Regions from separate parts of the Mus musculus genome. Here region 2 is linked to region 1. The links are chromatin contacts, called in public HiChIP or PLAC-seq maps. All regions are on one chromosome and are shown on one strand. The core of a region is the stretch at or near the end of the contact, and the rest is flanking DNA. Distances in the headings are between cores, read along the strand shown.

Region 1 (7,716 bases), core at 901-3,400:
TGCTTCCCAGGCCCACAGACCAAGCTCAAGTTCATTGAGATGGACTGGAGTGGCAATCCTCTGGCCCCATTTAACTTTTCTGCTTCTCTCTGCCCCATTCTTCTACTGCAAAAGAAATCTAGATTCTAAATTAAAAAAAAAAAAAAACCATTCACTACTCTTAAAATTTACTGAATAATGTTGTGGCTCATGACTATAGTTCCAGCGATTCAGAATGCAGGAGAGAATTGTGAGTAGAGAGCTAGCCTGGACTACATAGCAAAAATCCATCTCAAAAAAAGAAAAAAATTCATACTCATACCCTTTCATGGCAAGGTCCCACATCTCAAGGTCCCACTCACAATTTGTGATTTATCACAATCCTACCTACTTTTTAAAAAAATTTTTTTAGATTTATTTATTTATTTATTTTATATGAGTACTGTAGCTGTCTCAGGCACACCAGAAGAGGGCATCAGATCCCATTATAGACGGTTGTGAGCCACCATGTGGTTGCTGGGAATTGAACTCAGGATCTCTGGAAGAGCAGTCAGTGCTCTTAACCGCTGAGCCATCTCTCCAGCCCCTACCTATTCTTTAAGGTCCAAAGCCAAGGACACGCACTTCACGACTGGATCTCCAAAGGCTGACAGAACTAATCTGAAACCCTACATGAAACTACTAGCAATGAATTTAGTGACATTTAACTTTGTTTTACAATGAAGTGCATATTTTATTATCATGGAACAACACACCAACACACAGGCATCAATATATTTTATGTGTCTGTATGAGTGCTTGTATGTCTGGGCACCACTCTAGTGTCTGGTGTCCACAAAGGCCAGGAGAGAACATGAGACCCCCTGGAACTGGCTGAATGCGCCCCTTCCTAATGTGGAAACTTCACCCACAGGATGACGTAAGAGGTGGGCCTCCTGGCTCCCGGTGGGGTCACAGCTGCTCCTGATTGAGATGAGTGGCTCTACTGCCCTGAGGAGCTGTTTAAGGTTTCATAGAAGTCAGCTATGAGGGGGCCTTCACCAGACACCCAAAGCACCTAATCGGGTTCCAGTCTCTACTGGGCAGCCAGTTCCTGTTGTTTACAGATCTGGTGTAGATACAAAGTCCTGAGTGTGACTCCTAATCTAAGGTATCCGTGATGATCGAAGGAAGGGACGAAGGCAGTATTCCAAAAGCTCTTTCACTCCAACGTTGTAGTCATAAGGGGCCTTTCTGTCACCCTGCTCTGTCCCCTTTCCCTAGCAACTTCTGCCGTGGGAGCAAAGACTAACTCAACAGGAATGCCAGAGGCCTTGCTGACCCCAACCCCACAACCCTGAAGCCATGCTTGCTGATCCAGGACAAAATTGCATCACCAAGTCCGTCCCATGCAAAGCCTTGATTTCATATGTGCACAACCCAGATTCTTCTCCAATCACCTATTTCCCCCGCTTCCTATCCCAAAAATATCCTCCTATTACTTGCAGACATGGATTTGAGCGTCGTTCCCACCTTAACGTGGCCACCCGACCTGTGGACGCTGCTTCAGCTGTGAGCACAGCATGTGGTGAGCAGGCCTTCATGGTTTTTAAGGGGCATGACTCTGCAAAGGACTCATCAAACGTTCCTCAGGCATGGCTCCAAGGCCAGTTGGTTTGCACTTCATTTTGACCATACCAATGCACACAGGCTAGATCCAGTTACCCCTCCACTAACCCCAGATTCTCTGCGGCTTTCCTGTGTTTGAACTGCGTTACCCGTGACACTACCATGTGACTGGCAGCTGGCCGTGCGTTTGCAAACACTAGCTGTGAACGCGCGCGAGTACCAAGAGGAAAGCAGGCGCCACCAGCCCAAAGCCTTCTCTGCAGTTATGGAAATCTCTGGAAACGGCGGCCTTGCTGAGCTTGCGCAGCACCCTAGCCCCCATCCCCACCCCCACCCGGCCCACCCCGTCACGGCGTGCGCGTGCGCAGGCGCGTGGTGCTCCGGCCTGCACTCGTACCTTCCAATAGAGCACTCCGAGCGTGCGCAGCTGCTCCAGGCTCACGGGGCGGTCGGGCTGTGCGCGGTGGGGCTTCCGCGGGTCGGCGGTGGACTCGTCCATATACCAGGCCTGCACCATGGTGGCGGCGGCGGCTTCCACTAACTGGCTGGAAGGGGCGTTGCTTGAAGGAGCCCCAACGGTGGTGGGCGGGGTGTAGGGCGGAGTTGTCGGGAGGGCGTGACCGCTCAGGTAGAATTCAGGACCAGGAAAGGCGTCTCACCCTCTGGAGAAGGTGGTGGCATATCCACAGCCTCCTCGGCAGTTATGTGTCTACCCTGTTTTCCTTGCAAATGCTATGATAAAATATTCTTACAAAGGCAGCTTTCAGGCAGAAAGGGTTTACTTGGCTCACAGTTCCAGGTTAAATTCCATCATTCGGGGCAGCAGAATTGTCAGAAGAGGAACTTGAAGCAGCTAGTTCATAGCCAAGAGCAGAGAGAAATGAATGCATGTGTGTTCACTAGTGCTCGGACCCTTTCTATACTTTCTTTTTAAATTAATGCAATCTAGATAGTCCCCCATAGACAGGCCACAGGCCAACCTGATCTAGACCGTTTCTCATTACTACTCACCTCCTAGGTGATTCTAGCTATGTTAACATGACTGTTAAAATAAACCCGTCATGGTGCTGAAAAGATGGCTCGAGCAGTTAAGGGCATCTGTTGCTCTTTCAGAGAACCCAGATGCAATTCCCTGCAGCCACTTGGTAGTTCACAACCACCCATAACTCCAGTTCTGGGGGATCTGCTGCGCTCTTCTGAATTCTGTGGCTATGTTCACACGTGTTGCATATCCAAGGCAAAACGCTTCTAAATAAACCTAAAATAAGTAAATGAAACTAACCTCCATGCTATCCGAAGGTGCAGCACAGATTAAAGATGGGTGTTTCTTCAAAATCTGATTAAGAAAGTCCCATGGGGGGGGGGGGGGCTGGAGAGATGGCTCAGTGGTTAAGAGCACTGACTGCTCTTCTGAAGGTCCTGAGTTCAATTCCCAGCAACCACATGATGGCTCACAACCATCCATAACGAGATCTGGCGCCCTCTTCTGGGGTGTCTGAAGACAGCTACAGTATACTTACATATAATAAGTAAATAAATCTTAAAAAAAAAAAGAAAGAAAGAAAGAAAAAAGAAAGTTCCATTGGTGGGACTTAGACCTCATAATATGATGCTAATTCGTTAACTGCAAACGGCAAGGGTGTTATAAAGAGTAAGAACAACAAATGGCTGTCATCTCAGGGTTGGGTAACAGGACCACACAAGATTTTAACAAATAGGGAGGTTTGTGGAATAGTGGCCCTTGGTGGGATAGCCATCTTTGATAGAAAAAAATTACCGTAGTTTAAAAGTATGACAACTGAGGACCAGATAGCTTTAAAGAATTTTTTGTGCTTGTCAGTGGTGGCGCACACCTTTAATCCCAGCACTTGGGAGCCAGAGGCAGGCAGATTTCTGAGTTTGAAGCCAGCCTGGTCTACAGAGTGAGTTCCAGGACAGCCAGAGCTACACAGAGAAACCCTGTCTCAAAAAACCAAAATTCAAAAACCAAAAAAAAAAAAAAAAGAAAAGAAAAAGTCCACAGCAAGTGCTAAGGCAGGGGTTTGAACTCAGGAAGCCTCACCTAAAATTCTGCTTAAAAAGCTGCTAAAATACAGAGCAAGAAGCAAAACCTTTGTTCAGCTGTAGAAATAAGAGTCTTGAGTCAGGAAGGCTGCCTGCCCCTTGCCTGCTTCTGGCTAGAGCAACACAGCGGGATCCCCGAGCACTGTGTGTTGGCTTCTGTCTTATGCAGAGATCAACTGGGATGAGAGAGGGCAGCAGGTTCATGCCAAGAGCATCATACTTTAGAAAAGTAAGTCGGTCAAGATGCCCCAAGGAATTGGGGGTGGGGGGCTCCGCATTTGCCAGCACCAGTTCAAGGAGAATCATGGAAAACAGCCCTCCTCCATCTCCCGCAGCATCCTGCCCATGAGAGTTCTCCTTTGAAGGAGACTCCTCTGAACTTGAACTGTTTCTTCCAGAATAGCCAGCAGCAGCCCAGAATCATGTTTCATGACCAGAATTTATTGCCCCAGTTAAGAACTGAGAGAGAACAGTTGAGATGTTTTGAAAGACAGCTAGTCTCCATCATTGCAAACCAGTCTGGGCTGGTCCCCCGCTAGGCTTTGAAAGAATGTGAGGGTAGTGCGTAGGTTCCTGTATAAAAGTCATTCTTGTGGTTGCTGTTGTTTTTCGTCAGGGTTTCATTATGTAGCCCTGGCCAGCTCGGAACCTTCAGACCAAGCTGGCTTCACACTCACTTGTATCTGCCTCTCTAGTGCTGGGATTAAAAGTGTGCGCCACTGTACCCAACCCCATAGCGGTGATCTAAAGATAAAGGCTAGTCTTAGGTTTGAGCATAGGGATGCATGCATGTGACTCTAGCTCTTGAGAAATTGTGGCAGGAGGATTAAGAGTTTAAGGCCAGGCTGGGCTAATAAGCAAGATTCAGTCTTAAACAGCAGCAGGAGTAACAAAAACATGCTGCCAATACTGCATTTAAAAAAAAAAATGAAGAGAAAAAACCCTACAAAACTTTTGTTTTGTCTTGCTTTTTGTTTTTCTGTGGAATAGCCCTGGCTGTCCTGGACTCGATTTCTTGATGTGCAGACCAGGCTGGCCTCGAACTCACAGACATCCACCTGCCTCTGCCTCCCAAGTGCTAGGACTAAAGGCCTGCACCACCACAAATGGTTTACAAAAACATTCTTAAAGATTTATTTCTTTTGGTTTTGTTTTCTATGTGCATGAACGTTTGCTTGCATGCGTGGATATATATGCTGCACAAGTCTTTAATGCCTGAAGAGGCCAGAAAAAGACATTAGATCTGGAACAGTGGCGAGGCACCATGTGGGGGCTGGTAGCCAAACCAGGATCCCCTACAAGAGCAGCCGGTGCCCTTAACCACTCTACAGGCCCACAAGATATTCTTAAGGTGGAAAGTCATAATATAATCCCAGCACTAGAGAGGCCGGGGCAGATTTAAATTTGAGGCCAGCCTGGGCTACATCATAAGAGAATTTCTCAGAAACAATAAAATCCTTAGCTCACAGAGCATTCCAAAGAGGTAACAGGATGTACCTGGCTCTGTTTAACTGTGGGTCCTGCTGTGTGCTATTAATAATTTATATCTGCTTACTGTGTATCTAACCCTTCTGACCATGGGGGTTAGAGCTTTTACCTTGTTTGCAAGCTAACAGGTTAGCCCTGCCCAGTGCATGGATGTAACCCAGAGAGACCTCACACAGTGATGAGCGGAAAACGTTGCCACACTGCCAGCATTTTGGCATAGGTTCCTGATCCCAGCGCCCAGTGGGCTGGATGGAGAAAGGGAACCTAGAGCTGAGGGAGCCGAGGTCTGCCCTCCATGAGGTCATGTACAGCGAGCGATGGGCTGTGCTTCCTCTACACAGAGTATTGAAACCTATCCTCTGGCATTTTCCTGCTTCAGCAAGGACAGGTTTTTTTAATGTCTTGTTCTTACCTTTGTTGACCTGGGTGAAGACCACAGTGACTGGTCACGTGGCTTGTCTCACCTTAGTAGCAGACAGCTGAGCCTCCCGTGAACCATTAACATATTGCTTCCGCTGTGCCGCTTTTGCTCCAAGCTTCACCGCACTTTGAGGGCCCTATTTCTTGTCCTTACTGTTTGGTCACTTTAGCACGCAGATGGCCGTACTCCAACAAGTCTTTTCAGTTCACACACCTGAGAAGGATTACAGTGGCTTTCACTGTGGCCTGATGTGGGATGCGGCTCTCAGATGTTAATCAGTCTGTCTCCAGCACATTTCCTCCCTCCCAGTTCCTCTCTCTTCCTGTCCTCCCTTTTCTCTCTCTCTCTCTCTCCCTCCCTCCTTGTATCTTGTATCCTCTCTTGTCTCACTCCATTCCTCAACCTCTTTTCTCTGTGTGGTGGCATATTTAATTTATTAATTATATATAATTTAATGTATTAACCCATCTCCCGTTGCTATAACACAAAACCTGAGGCTCTGTTCTTTATAAGAAAAAGATATATTTAGGTCAAAGGTTGGTGAGTTGAGGGTCAGTATTAGCCAGCCTCATCTGTTTGGCCTCTGGTAAGGAACGCCAGCTGCATTGCTTCACAGTAGACAGTGCCATAGTAGAAACATGTTTGAGGGACACAGGAAGCCAGAGATGCAGAGATGGTCTTCTGTTGCCTTCTCTCACAGGAAGTATGTGGAGTCTAGAGAGAACTAATGAATCCTTCTGAGGACAGGGGTCTAACAGCCTGTTAAAGGTCCTGCCATCTCTATTCTGAGGACTGGCATGGACTCTCCACACATGGGTTCTGGGGATGGATGCGAGCCACAGGACAGCTGCCAACAACTTTCTCTACAGCTTACTAGAAAGTCAGAGGAAGGGCTCTTTATGTAACATCTGGCATCCAGTCTTCTGGAAAATTCTAGCCATCACAGCTAAAGCAAAACACCAAACAAACAAACAAAAACCCCGCCAAAAGAACAACAACAAAAAAATCCCCATGGTATCTGTAGGACTGGGATGTTGCTCTGAGCAGCAGCCAGTTAGGGTCAAGACCAGGCAGGAGAGGCCAAAGAGAAGCACGCCAAGACAGATGTCCACACCCATGGCCATGCTGTCCACGCCTCTTGCTTCCTGTGTGTCCAGTAGAGGAGGGACTCAAGGGACACAAGAGGCAGGCAGAACTGCACTTGCCCTGGGTCCTCGGGCTCTCTTCATGGACCCTTCTACTCAGACCAGGCAGGAAAATGTGAAACCCACCCATTTTGGAGCTTAGCTTCAAGCTACTTTCCATGTTAAGGTCAGAACTGAATTAATGTTTTCAAACTGGAAGAGCCCGGAGGGCTTTGTGGGAAATGAAAAATGCTAAGGGGGGTGGGTGGGCATAATAACTAATTGAAGATGCAGCAATGGCTGGAAGCTACGTGAGACTCCGGGGTACAGGAGCTGGCGTTGGACAACAAAGAACGGAAAATAACAGCGCACCTGAAACTCAAGGGCCCATCTATAAATAAGCATGGGTAACCAGAAGACGTGGATAATGAGAATCACTGAGACTGACATGGGTCCTACACATCAAGGAAACCCAGTGAGTGCCTACCAGACAGGAAATAAGTATATTCCTGCCTCTGGCTTAAACAAGGAACAATCCCAGAATACCTTTCGAAGCTAGCTTATCAAATGTTGGAATTTTCGAAGCTGGGTGACAGAGACATAGCTATCTTCACTTGAAAGTGTCCAATAAGATTTTTAAGTTGCTATCTGTGTATTAAGAAACAAACCTTCTGGTGCTGGCGAGATGGCTCAGTGGGTAAGAGCACTGACTGCCCTTCCAAATGTCCTGAGTTCAAATCCCAGCAACCACATGGTGGCTCACAACCACCCGTAATGAGATCTGACACCCTCTTCTGGTGTGTCTGAAGTCAGCTACAGTGTACTTGTGTATAATAATAAATAAATCTTGAAAAACAAACTTATTTAAAAAAAAAAAAAAGGAAAGAAACAAACCATCTGGACCACAGACCTTTAAACTCCAGACCTTGGGAGGCAGAAGGAGGTGGATCTCTGTGGGTTTGAGGCCATTCTGCTCTACAAAGTGAGTTCCAGAACAGCCAAAGCTACATAGAGAAACCCTGTCTCAAAATA
Region 2 (7,177 bases), core at 3,888-6,387, 1.1 Mb before region 1:
GATTTTGCCCTCTGAAATTTACTAAGTTCCAGACTGTTAGTTGATATGGTCAAATGAGTCAAGTGTGACAGAAGAAAGTCACCTGCTGTCTTGTGACCTAAAGCAAGCAAGACCATTTTTTTTTCTTGGATTATTGCTGCTTCCTGAGAGCTATTCACAGGGCCCATACCCAGGTGTGATTGTCCAACAGTATTCTCTGCTGTGACTTAGAACTAGATATTTTTCTCTACCATCTAGAAATGTTGGTTCTGAGAGATGCTGGGCTAGCCCTGCAAAAGGAAGGCTGCCAACATCACATTTTATCAAACCTGACTGTGATGGGCTCAACTCTGTCCCTCAAAAATCCACAGTTGACGTCCTCACTGTAGTATTTCAGTAGTAGCCTTATTACTCTTTGTTTCCTAATTGTTGATGTCACATGATCAGCTGTCCCAATCATCATGTCCCATCATGCCTTTTAACCATGATGGCTGATACCCTCAAATTGTAAGTCAAAATAAGTCATGCCTTCCTTAGTCTTCTCCTTGGCAGGTATTTGGTCACAGCAATGAAAAGATAACTAATATAGAAGTCAGGCCCAGAGATAATAACATACATGGTAGAACACTTTAAGAGATGACTGGTCATGAGAGTGAGCTTCCATTTGCTCTTGGCATTCTGCTGAATGAGGTCCCAATATCTCCTCTCATCAGGTAACCAGCCTACTGGGCCTCTGAATTTGGACTTCCCAGCTTCCAGAATGATAAGAAAGCACATTTCTATTCCTTATAAATTAGTCTGTCCAGGCTGTGTTGTTATGGAAGCATAGACTAAGTGAATTTAGATTTCATTAGTTAAGATGAGGCCATGAGACGGTGAGGCAGTTCCTAATCCAGTTTGGCAGCACTCTTATAAAAGGGTTGTCCATACAAATGCACAGGAGGAATGACATGAGGAGGTAGAGGAAAGGGGGATGCCTTTCCAAGTCAGAGGAGGACAAAGGCTACCATCAGCTGCCTGGATGAGACTAGGAGCAGACAGGTCCTCACAGGTGGAGCCAGCACTCCAGAGCTCTAGAATGGACCCTGCAGGCTCCATGGATATAGGAAGATTAAACTGCCTGCAATTGGAGCCCATTGAGTCTGCTACCAGGGCTGCGCTGAAGGCACTGTTTTCACTGTCTGTCCTCTGCTTCAGAGGTGCTGCACTGCTTGTGAATCCCCTCTCTTTGTTCCAGGTTTGTTTTTAGTCTGGCACCAAGTATCATTGAAGATGGCTCTTTGCGGGGCTTTCTGTTAAATGGAGATGCAGATCAAGTGGTCATGTCCATATGCTGACCACGAACCTGACAATGTGGTGCCATTGCTGACAGTTGAGGTTAGTGTGAAACTGTCTATTTCCCACCAGAGGCTTCTCATCATGGGGTGTCTTCAGAGGCCCGGAGAACCTTCTCCTTCCCTGAAGAATTAGCATCCAAAATTTAGCTAGCTAGAATTGAGTTGTTTGGACTTGCCCATAAGTCCTCCTGTGTCAGAGGGAAGGACAAAGGGAGAAGGTATAGAGTCATCCATAGTTATAGTTGATAAGCTGATAGGAACTGATGGCAACTCTGTGGCCAGAAGATACAAGGGCCAGATGGGGGCAGGAATGAGCTAACAGAAGAAGGTAGTAGTAGAACCATAGCCCCAGAGAGCTATGGCTCCTCACAGGGGCATGGGAGTTAACCTGCTAGTTGTTCACTGAGCCTAATTCAGGACTATGGTAAAAAGGGCCAACAACAACCTGGATTCAGTGTGCATACCCTCCTCGGGCTTGTCTGTGTTCTGAGTTCTGTCCATAGAATGGGACCATCATTTTCTTTTGTCTCCAGTCCAGCATACTGTCAGAGACCATCTCTAACAGAGGTGAGGTCTTAGTACCTGTAAGCTATTCTTTATGAAGCAGGTTTGATTGGAGATAAATATATAAACGTAGTCTTTAAATATGAGAGAGAGGGAGTCATAAACACAGCCAGAGCTTGGTGTGGGCTTTGCAGAGAGTCACCATTTACTAAGACACACAGACACAAGAGCAAGAGGAAGAAAGAAGCTTGAGAAAAAAGAAAGACAGGTAGGGGTGCAGGTTTCTCAAGGAAGAGTGGCCCTTGAGGGTGTTTAGGTAAAGCTCCTAGCATTGACTTCAGGTGTATTATTCAAGGAGACCATTTCCACCATACCCTGATTTCTGGAGGTTGAAGCTAGACCCAGGCTCTTGCCCCATCAACGAAGTGTTTGATGGATGATAGGAAGCTGGGGGCTGTGGGAGAACCCTCTTCTTACACCAAGTGGATTCCACCCCTTTCAAGGCTTGGGCTTGGGTTGCATGATCCAGAGACAAGAATGGGGACTTCATCTCTGCTAAGTCGCCATTTCAACCCTAAACCCTAACATCATTGCAAAACATTGGAAAGGTTATGGTATCCTTAGGAGAAGTAGACAGTAAGGTAAGTTGTATCTTACGTGTGGTACAAGGAACCTTTTTAAATTTACTAATTTTAAAGCCCCTTGATTAAAACAAAACTTGAGGGCAGAATTATTTTGTCAGCTCATTTTTTATATATATCTGGAAAGCTTGGATTCTCTTTTGAGAAGATATTTTACATGTATTTTAAAATACTCCCCTCAAAAACAAATGCCAGTTTCAAATAATTCTGAATTTTTTATCATGACTGTAATCTAAAAATTATCATATTTTATCTACCTTCTGCCACTACTCTGCCTAACAACATTTTCTCAGAAGTCAGCCTTCCATGATGTCTGCTTGTCTGGGTTGCTCCTCTATTCTTAAAGTCCCTTCCAGCTCTGGGTGAGGTGATGGCCCCTGACAGTCTCCAAGCTGTTCTCTCTACTCTTGCCCACAGGTCGATGTGGCCCAAAATTCTGCTCTTGAGGCTGCACTTTCAGTCTTGGCAGGTTCACTTAATGCATTAATTTAACTTTTTTTATCTAATTAGGAAACTCATGGAGTTTTTCCTCCGTAGTCTCTTTGCCCTTTATCACAGATTCTGCCCTCTATTTTAAGGCTCAGTCCACAGACTTTACCTCTAGGCCAGGCCCTGTACTTCAGAACAAATGCCAGTATGTTTTGCCCTGTCCTGGAGGCCTTACACCCCACCACCACCCCAGGCCCTACCCTCAGACCCAGTCTGTTGAGTGGGCTCCTTTCCAGGCTCTCAGATCCTGTCAATCATCTCACCAGCCAAATCTTTGACAGCCGTATGTCCTCAGTCACCTGTTCCTGAAGTTGAAACATTAGCCTGACTCTCCCTTCTGCTTTCTTAATCAGTTGCAGGGTCTTGCTCAGGAAGGTCTTTCTGCTTACGCTCATATCCTAGCTATCTTTCTGTGATGCCGGTATTTGCTTCAGTGTGGGCACACTTGACTCTAAACTGAAGACAGAAATGCAACATAAAGGACACTTGGCAGTTGGGGGTCTCAGAAAGGAATGACGGGTCTAATAGTCTATTTAAGTTTTATTTGTTCCCTCAACTGGCTGTGTATCCCCAAATCTGGGACATAGTAGAACAGGATGAACTGAGAACCGTCTCTGCTGTATATGCACCCTACCTATATAGTATAGCCCCACAGGAGTCCCTCATGCTGACCATCACCCACATATCTTAGCCTGGGATGCATGCTCCATTCATGGTGTGGCTCTCAGGCTCAATGAATTTCTGCTCTCAAATGGAAAGGCTCCCTTGTATTTGCCTAGTGTGATGTTTGCACAAAATACCCAACAGTATTTGTTGAATGGAAGCTGGTTTTTAAATTAGTAAGCATAAAGTTATAAACTGACTTTCACATGGAAAAGACACATGGTTGGAAGACAGCCAGCGAGATCTTTGTCATCCCCAGGAATGGTGTGGGAGATTTAGAGAATAATAAGAGAAGAGATGCCTAAGTTATACTGAGCTCACAATAATGCACAAGCTCCCCCGTGGACTGCCCTGTGACAGGGTGACAACCCCTCACACATACCAAAAGTCTACTGCAATGGTGCAGGTTCATTAGCATACCAATTTGTATAAATTTACATATAACATTCATATCACCTAGCACTCAAACGTGCATACTGGATAAAAATTTTAAAAAGGTAGTGTGACCCATTGCAATTATGATCAAATTCAATATTCAGAACATGACACGTGAAGCAAAACAAAAATCTACAACAGTCAATTATGAGCCTCGTAGGATGCCATTCAGGAGAGGTGCAATGCGGGACAGAAAACCAAACAGCCAGACTGGGGTTTGCAGCATGGGTGCTGTGAAGTGGCACTACCAACACCTGTCCTCAGGCATGGCTCACTTACAAGCGTGTACTGAGTGTTACTCTGTGTCGTGTTGCACACGAGAGATTGAAAGTTTAAAGTTTTGTTTAATCACAATAATAAAATTGGGTCACGGCCCTCACTGGGTCTATTGCAGAAATGCTTTGTAGATTTGTATGTGTGCTGCTGGAGTTCTGCTGTGCCCCATGCATGTCCAGGTAAGGTCTCCTGGGTCTTCTGCAAATCAAACAGCAGCAGTAGAAGCTATTCATTTCTCTCCTCTCACCGAAAGCTCATCACCTTAATAAGAACACAGCTGCCAGGCCTCACCAGTTTTCCTCAGAAAGGACCACTCACCATTGTTCTGGGCTATTCTAGCAATCATGGCAAGGCCTCCACACAGCTACCTAAGCACATGGAGTCTGCATCTTGATGCCCTCTCTCCCACAGAGGCTGTCCTCACACTTGAGTGATCTCAAACTGGAATTATGTTTACATGTGTGTGCAGATGTATGACCCTTTGTGTAAAGAAGCCAGAAAGGGTATCAGTTATCCTGCTCGCCCTCTCTCCACTTTAGCCCATTGAGACAGGCTCTCTCACTGAACCTAGACCTGGTCATGTGGGCTAAACTGGCTGGCCAGTGAATTGTAAAGGTCTGCCTGGCTCTGTCTCTCGGTGCTGGGGTTCTAGGTAGGTGTGCCATGCCTGGTTTTCCACATAGGTGCTGTTGATCCTAACTCAAGTCTTAATGTTTGTGCAGCGGGCACCGTTACTCACTGAATCATCTCCCCAGCGCCAGGAGTGACCGATCTCCTGTCTAAGTACATGCGAACAACTGGCTGTTGCACAGCCCTGTGTGTTTTCCTGGAGCACGATGCCCCTAAAGCTGTTACTCATTCATTATTATGTCTTGTGACTACTCACTTTTGCCGGCTATTGTTTTATGTGCTAAACCTTACAAAACCATTAATGAGAAATCACTCATCTTAACTGGCAGGTAAACAAGTAGAAGTAAGTTGAAGGGATTTTAGCTTTATTTGTGAATGGCGTGTGAAGCCTTGGAAACAATGGAAGAGTGACTAATGTGCTTTTCTTCAGTAGTGTCTTGAGACGAAGTTTGATTTGGGAAAACCCCTGTAAGGATAATGTAGACGACAGAAGCATGCAACCCAGATCAGACAGATATGATTCATTGTTGCTTCCTATCACAGCCGGAAGGCCTGTTGGATGCCTTTGTTGTGACTTCTTACACAGATGACTAACCCAGGTCTCCTGGATGTGTAGTCTCTTTGCGTTTCACCTTTCAAAATTAAATCAGATCCATAACGTCTCTGCTAAATTATGTGAAATACAAGTTTTTCTAGTGTTCTACATTTTAAGGACTGAAGGAGTGTTATTACCATCTCTGTGTGTGTGTCTTGTATGTGTGCATGTGCATAAATCCATGTGTATTTGTGTGCATGTGTTCATGTACATGGATGTATCTGTGTGAATGTGTGTATGTGTGTATACATGTGTGCATTGCATGTGTGCATAAACTCATGTATATGTATATACATGGTATGTGCTATGTTCATGTATACATTTAGATGCACATATGTATGCATGTGCATGCGTTTTTGTCTGCAAGTTTGTAAACATGTATGTATATAAACATGCATATGTGCATTCATGTACATATGAGGCCAGAGGTCGGTCTCATGGGTTGTTCTCCCAGAGTTCTCCACTCTGTATTTGTTTCAAAGCCTTATTTATTTTAAATCTATATGTATATATGTTGGTGTGAGTTTATGTGCATCAGGTACATATAGGTGTCTGTGGAGACCAGGGTGTGTTAGATTCTTTGGCTAAAGATGGTTGTGAGCCATCTGATACCGGTTGGGAATGGACCCTGGATCCTTTGCAAACTACTGAGCCAACCATCCAGCCCCTACTCCACCATGCTTTTGAGACAGGGTTTCTCACTGACTGTGGGGCTTGTGGATTGGTCAAAACTGATGATCCAGCAAACCACAGGGATCCATGTGTGTCCAGCTCCTCAGGAGTAGGACTATGAGCATGGACCATCATGCCTGGCTTCTTACATAGAAGATGGATATCACACTCAGGTCCTCATGTTTTCATGACAAGCACCTTACCAACTGAGATATTTCCCCACTTTACATGGCAGTAATTGATGTGCATGAAATAGGAGACACCCCAGACCAAGTGCCGAATCAGGCTTAAGAGCCCCATTTTCAATCTGCAATAAAAAGATGAGGACTAGAAAAGTCTTGTGACTTATTAATATTATACAGGAAAGCATCTGGAGGGGATTCCATCTGAGCCCCTCAGCTGCCTGCGAGAGCCAGCGCCCACGTTACAGGCAAACAGAGGGGCTTCAAGAGAGACTAGCCACACTTCACACCCCGCACCATGCTGTTTGTCAGTGAGAAGAAAACGCTTCATTTTTCAATCTATGAGGGTGATGCCAAGACTGAGCCTGTAAGTTCTAAGTCCCATCTTAGGCTTTTTCCTTCTAATAGAGGCGCTAGGCAGCAGCAGCCATCCCCTGAACATTCCAGGGAAAGTGAGTGTCAGTCCCTGGCTGTTTCCCACTAGAAAAGGTTAAGGGAAACCGTGTGCTTGGTCCCTGCAGCCCTGTGGGATCGCCATGTGCTATGGAGGTTATCTGCTGGGGAGAAAGGGTATCACCTCACTGCTGATGAATACTATACTTCTTTCAGACACTAACCAGGGAAAACAGAACAGGCAGAGTTTCAGGAGCCCTAAGTTCTGGTTTGGATCTTGCTAAGTTAGTATCCTGAAAATTGTGTCCAGTTTCTCTGCTGTGCCCTAGAAGTTGTCTTCAGTTACTTGGTATCTCATGAATTCTCAGAGATGTGCACTGT

Evidence for each region. HiChIP or PLAC-seq counts read pairs in DNA pulled down with a chosen protein or histone mark.
Region 2: an H3K27ac HiChIP or PLAC-seq map of extraembryonic endoderm stem cells shows a contact between it and region 1, with 5 times the contacts expected there. The contact joins the enhancer-like site here to the promoter of Adi1 in region 1. A contact is called at or near these places in 2 of 39 promoter capture datasets (cranial neural crest and hippocampal neurons) and 3 of 115 datasets of contacts at active chromatin or transcription factors (astrocytes, extraembryonic endoderm stem cells and stem cell-derived neural progenitor cells).

The regions. Positions count from the first base shown.
Region 1 is chr12:28,669,641-28,677,356 of GRCm38.p6, reverse strand. It overlaps Adi1 (acireductone dioxygenase 1), which reads right to left and starts at 2,150. Exons shown (of 4, transcript NM_134052.2): 1 at 1,985-2,150. The coding sequence starts at 2,104.
Region 2 is chr12:29,747,596-29,754,772 of GRCm38.p6, reverse strand. All of the region lies in intron 4 of Myt1l (myelin transcription factor 1-like), which reads right to left. Among named protein-coding and RNA genes, the nearest start is that of C630031E19Rik, 65 kb to the right of the region's middle. Within about 2 kb of position 5,137, at least 13 of the 459 cell types and tissues checked have an H3K27ac peak or open chromatin away from gene starts, as enhancers often do. A contact at or near this core is called in extraembryonic endoderm stem cells, where this site is marked.